Regions from separate parts of the Sus scrofa genome. Here region 1 is linked to region 2. Evidence: chromatin contacts called from public Hi-C data. All regions are on one chromosome and are shown on one strand. Each heading gives the region's core, a stretch centred on a gene start, on an enhancer-like site or on the middle of the called end of the contact. The rest is flanking DNA. Distances are from core to core; before and after follow the strand shown.

The links. Hi-C and Micro-C count contacts between places; a contact is called where the count stands out from the background.
Region 1: a Hi-C map of skeletal muscle shows a contact between it and region 2, with 2.3 times the contacts expected there. The contact joins the promoter of MTMR11 here to the promoter of OTUD7B in region 2. A contact is called at or near these places in 2 of 5 promoter capture datasets (fetal liver and fetal skeletal muscle), 3 of 47 Hi-C or Micro-C datasets (embryonic fibroblasts and skeletal muscle) and 2 of 2 datasets of contacts at active chromatin or transcription factors (alveolar macrophages and skeletal muscle).

The regions. Positions count from the first base shown.
Region 1 is chr4:99,113,889-99,116,588 of Sscrofa11.1, forward strand. MTMR11 (myotubularin related protein 11) reads left to right here and starts at 1,286. Exons shown (of 17, transcript NM_001243446.1): 1 at 1,286-1,507; 2 at 1,836-1,926; 3 at 2,372-2,493. The coding sequence starts at 1,442.
Region 2 is chr4:99,053,005-99,055,704 of Sscrofa11.1, forward strand. OTUD7B (OTU domain-containing protein 7B) reads left to right here and starts at 1,422. Exons shown (of 12, transcript XM_001925669.7): 1 at 1,422-1,736.

The DNA.
Region 1 (2,700 bases), core at 36-2,535, 61 kb after region 2:
GAGGAGGTGCTTGGTAGCATTTAGGACTTCTAGAATCAGGCTTCTGGGTCACCTTTCTAGCAGGTGTAGGCCTCTCTGTTTCAGATCAACTCCTTTTCACACAGTAGATTCACTATTTCCACAGCTCCAGCCAAGACAGGGAACTTTTAAAGCCGGAAGGGTGTGTGTGCTGGGAGGAGGAGAGAGTTCAGAAACTTCGGAAATCTTGGGCCCCCACCTAAGAATTGCTGCCTCTGTATGGTCTCTAAATCAATAAAACAGCAGCTCATTAACTCTTACTTTGTATTTTATTTCCTTTTTCAAATCTAGATGTAGATTTTTGCAGTCCTACTCCCAGTCACTGTCAGCTACGGTTCCTTTACTTTCCTTCCAGTGCCCTCCCCACCCATCTTTGCTTCTTGAGTTGCAGGGATGGGATTGTTGCACTGAACAGTTTCCAGCCCTCAGCTTTCAAAGTCCTTACATGAATCTTTAATTTGGAGATCTGGTGTCTGGGCTGAAGGGAGGGCTCTTGTACCTGAAGCGGCTCTAGTTTCCAATAGGGTGTGTGTGTGTGTGTGTGTGTGTGTGTTTGTGTGTGTGTGTGTTTGATGGGTTAAGTGGTAAGATCTTTTCCTTGGGCCGCCCATCCCCACCCCCAAAACTTGCAAGTAAACATACCTGTACTTATGTCTGCATCCTGCAGATATTTCAATTTCTCTCCCTACTTTTCCATTGTACCCTTATGAAGTATGCTTCATGCTCTCTGGAGGATATACAAAAACACTTTAACTCACTTTCCTCCCCAATTCTTGGGCCTCCCTAGGCAACAATCTCCTGAAGGCCAATTTCCATTTATTTCTTCTCAACAGCTTTTGTTAGGTCTGTCAGGGGAGGCAGTAAGGAGAACTTAACTACTTTTATTTCCCTCCCACCCCTCCCCCTCCCCCCTTTTAAGAAAGCATAAGAAAACCAGTTTCCCAGGGAAGCCATCACTGTGAGTCCCAGGAAGTGGCCCACATGATTTCAGTTTAATACTGGAATTACTGCTCCCCTCAGTCTCCAAGCTCATTAACAGGAAGCTAATAGGATCTGGGATTAGGGTAAAGAAGGGAATCTGGGTATTTTCTCAGTTCCTCATTTTTTCCGCACCTTTCTTAGGCTCCTCCACTTCCTCTCCACCCTTCCAAAATTGTGTGTATTCCCCTTTAAGGGGCTGGGCATCTCTCCCGCCCTCTTTAGAGTCGACACCGAAGTTTCCGAGGAGCCTTCTCTGGCTGCACTGGACACACCTTTCAAAGACCCCAAATCGTGCTCCGTGCACCACAGATGCTCCTTTCCCTTGAATCCTCCCCCTGCCCCTCTCAGCTTCCCTTCTCTCAACTATCAGATTCAGCCTCTCCCCAAAGGGCTTGAGCATCCTCGCCCCTCGAGTGCTCCATCCCCGGATGGAGCCAGAGAAATGTGGTGGGGGGGCCGGGGCCAGAGTTTCAACATCGCCCCCCAGAAGGAGGAGCCAGAGATGGGGGTAAGGAGTGGAAACTTGGACTTGGGGAAGGGGGGCATTGGCAAGAGGGTGTAAATAGGGGTGATGTGGAGAAAGAGGGAGGAAAAGGATCTTGAGGAGGAGGAGGGTGTGTCTCATATCAACCTCGGTTGATGGAGCTTGGTATTTTTCAGTCTCAAGTTCATTGTCTCATTATCCATTAACCAGCCCCTCCCTTTACTATCTACCAACCCCAGTCCTGAGCTCAGTTTCCCCTGAGACTGAGTGTAGGCCGCCAAAGGTGGCTGCTGAAGTAACCCTAGACCCCAGGATTGGAGAGGCCTGGGGATTAACCCTACACTCTTCCCAGCTCTCGGGACCAAAGTCTGTCCAGGGGCGTGCAATGCCAGAGCCCAGAAGTCGTCAGCTTGGCAGTTGCCTGGCCTCTGGATGTCTCCCAGGTAATAATGCCCTTCCAATACTTCTGATCTCCAAAGACTCCTCCATATTTCGTCCTCCTCAAACCTTGTTTCAAATCTCACCACCAAGATACCTCTGCATTCCTCTCCTGGCTCAAAGTGCTTCTGCCTGAGGCTTGCTCTCCTCTCTGTCCAGGGCCGGCTACAAGCTTGAACCTTGATGGCTCGTCTTGTTTTCTTGACCCTGTTAGTCCTTTTCTCATTTACTTATTCCGTAAATATTGGAGTGACTACTATGTGTGAGGCACTATCTAGACTCTAGAGTAAATGAATGTAAATTCTCTCCTCCTAAGCTTTCATTCTCATGGGGTGAGGGGAGGATCTTAATCTTCCCTCTTTAGATTCTCCAGTCTGAGAGGAGTGGGTGTATGCAAGTGTGGACAACGCAGGGAACAGTCATAACCTCGCTTCCATTCTTGCCCTGCAGGGGAGCAGATCCTAGCATGGGCCCCAGGGGTGAGGAAGGGGCTGGAACCTGAATTGCCAGGAACCCTGATTTGCAGCAACTTGAGGGTCACCTTCCAGCCCTGTGGATGGCAGCGGAGTCAGGTGAGATGGTTAGGGCAGTAGAAAGGACAACTTGCAGGAAGTGGGTAAGGAAGTCTAGAAGATTTCGACAAACATTACAGGAAGTGTGATAATAAGTTATGCTTAAGGGCTGTCTTCTGAGAGTATCAGGGATAGTCCATGGGGACGCTCTCCAGGGAGGCTAGAGCTGCCAAGGTAGGATATGAACGAGACTCCAGACCACTTCAG
Region 2 (2,700 bases), core at 172-2,671:
CAATTAATTTAGGTGATCAAGCCTCATTCTACTCCTCCTCAAATTTGCCACTGAACAATACCTAAAATTTGTAGTTCCCATATACTTGAAGCCCAGACCAAATGGCTCTGCCTGCCAACCCAGAGCATGCTTCCTGGGCATGCTTCATGCAAGGCACTCTTTCCTGCTGGGCCTTGGTATGACCCTAGGCCCAGCCCTAAATCCTTACCTCTAAACTCAGGATATTCCCAAGAGACATAGCTGTCTAGGAAGTTTCCTGTTTCAGATGTCAATTTTCTATCTTGAGCTGGGTAATTCTAAACGGCTTCCCTTTAGAAACTGAGGACTTCAGAATCTAATGAGGGGACAGAAAAGTTGACTATAATATTTGCTTTTAAATAGGCCTAAGGAGCACAATTTAGATAATAAACATTTTGAACATGCAAGCCAGTTGTCACAATGTTAGGAATATGAATTAAAATTTTGGATTTATTTGGTCAGATTATAGCAGGGACTGGTCCCATTTTGTGTTTGTCATAAAGAGGTATTAACGAAATGGCTCTTCTTACTTGAAACTGTCCACATTCTTCAAATCTTTATTCATTCAACAAATATGGGAGGTTTGCTGTGTGTCAGGCAAAGGTTATGTTCTCACAGTCATAGGTCTTTATAACCCACACAGCACTGATAAGAGTTCCGCCTTATGTAATAGTTTGATGCATTTTACTAAAGTGTTAAGATCCTTGATGCCTGGGATTTTGTCAATCATTTTTGTGTTCCCAATATCAATGAGCACAGTGCCTTGCACATAGTAGGGACTCAATTAGTATTTGAGAATTGAACTATGCTGCAAGGCTGTTAAAAGGCATTACCAAAAAAAGCACTACATAACTTGTTTTGATTGGGCTAAGAGTCTAAGGCAGAAATGTCAATAGGGTATCCTCGTTAGGCAAGTAAATAAATATTGAGTGTTTATAGGGAAAGGTATGTTCAGTTCATGAGTGGATGAAGCGTGCATAACTGGGTGGAGACGGGTCTGGAAGAAGCGTTGTTCATTTCCCTCTGGTCAGTCCAGAGTGATTGCGTAGAGTAACTAGAATTTCAGTCTTCTCTTTCTAAAGTATTCTCATCCCTCTCACCTTCCTAGAACTACCCCTCCTCTCTCTGCTTCCCAAAGGGCTGTGTCCAAACGACTCCACCTCAAAGTCTCGAGGGTATACCCTGTACCTCTCCAGCTCTGGTTCAAGAACTCTGCAGACCAGGGGCTTTGGGAACACGCGCCAGGAAAACACGGGGTCACGCTCCGGGCAAGCGCCAAACTGGCCTAGGCCGAGGGAGCGGCGCTAAGGGCGGGGCTCCCAAGGGGCGGGGCCGGGCGGGGCGAGGCGGGGCGCAGGAGGCCCGGGGCCGCTTGGGTGTCACCACCAACCCGCTCCGGCCGGAAACCGGCGTTTGTTTCCGGCCGGACGGCCGAAAACCAACGATCCTGAACCAGCCGCCGGAGTCAGAGTGGCGACCGAGTGTGGAGCAGGCAAAAAGCCACTGGGGGAGGCCAGTCCGGATCAGTCCCGTCTGGCTCCAGCTCCTGATCCTGTGCGGAGCAACAACCGCGGTCGCATTCTCCGCCGCCGCCTCCGACTCCATCGTCGTCGGGGGAGGGGCCGGCCGGACCCCGGGGTCACTGCCGTGGAATGAGGAGAGGCAGCCGGGCCCCGCGCTCCGCCCCGGCCTAGGGCCTTGCCCCGGGAGTCGCGAGGGTAACGGAGCCCCCCTCCCTGTCACCCTCCCCCGTCTGCCCCCGCCCCTCCCGCCTCTTCAGACTCCCAAACTCTGACCCTCTGATCGCCACGGTCCCTCTTCTCCTTTCTGATTATATTTCACCCAGAGCCTTCTCCTCTCGGCACCCCCTCCTCGCCCTTACTGTGCCTTGCTTCGTCCCAACCTTTCCCTCGTTACTCCTCCCTTTCACCTGCGTCCCGCGATCCAGCCCTCCTTCCCCATTCTTGGCCTCCCTTCCTCAACTGCTGGGCAGTTCGGACGGTCCTCCCTTATCAGCTAGACTTTCGGAGAGGGATGGTGGACTTTTAAGGTGGTTAGGAGTGCAGGCTACTACTCTCATAGTAGGATAAAGTTCATTTTAAAGTCTCAATATAAAAGTAGAATGAAAACAAGCTTGTTCTCCCTTAAGGATAGCCAAACTGAGGTGCGTCCAGTAATGGAGGAAGGGAGCGAAAAAGAAGTGTGTGTGTGTGTGTGTGTGTGTGTGTGTGTGAGTGTGAGAGGGAGGGAGGGAGAATGACTGATTCTACGGTAGGCTTATGAACTTTAGAAAAAAGAAAAGTTGCTGTGAGCCCGATGGAAACTTTAGAAGCTGATGATGAGTAAGCCGGGGGCTGCGTGATCTCACTCCTCTTCTCATAATTACTAGGTTAACGGTGTGGCTCTGGTCGGGATGGAATGGGATTTGTTTACTGGGCCGGCGTATTTTTAGCTTGTCGGCTCACAAGGAACAGCGCTCTGAGTCTCTCTCTTTCCCTCTTTCTTTCCCTCTCTCTTTTTTTCTAACCCCCTCTTTCCGTCTATGCCTTGGTAGTCTGTCTCTAGAACTTCGGTTGCTTCTCTGGGCAGAGTACAGATATAAAAATTAAGTTAAAAGAAACTGGTGAAATTTTATGTTGAGATTCTCCCGAGCTCTTCAGGGAGTTTTCATGAATGCAAAAA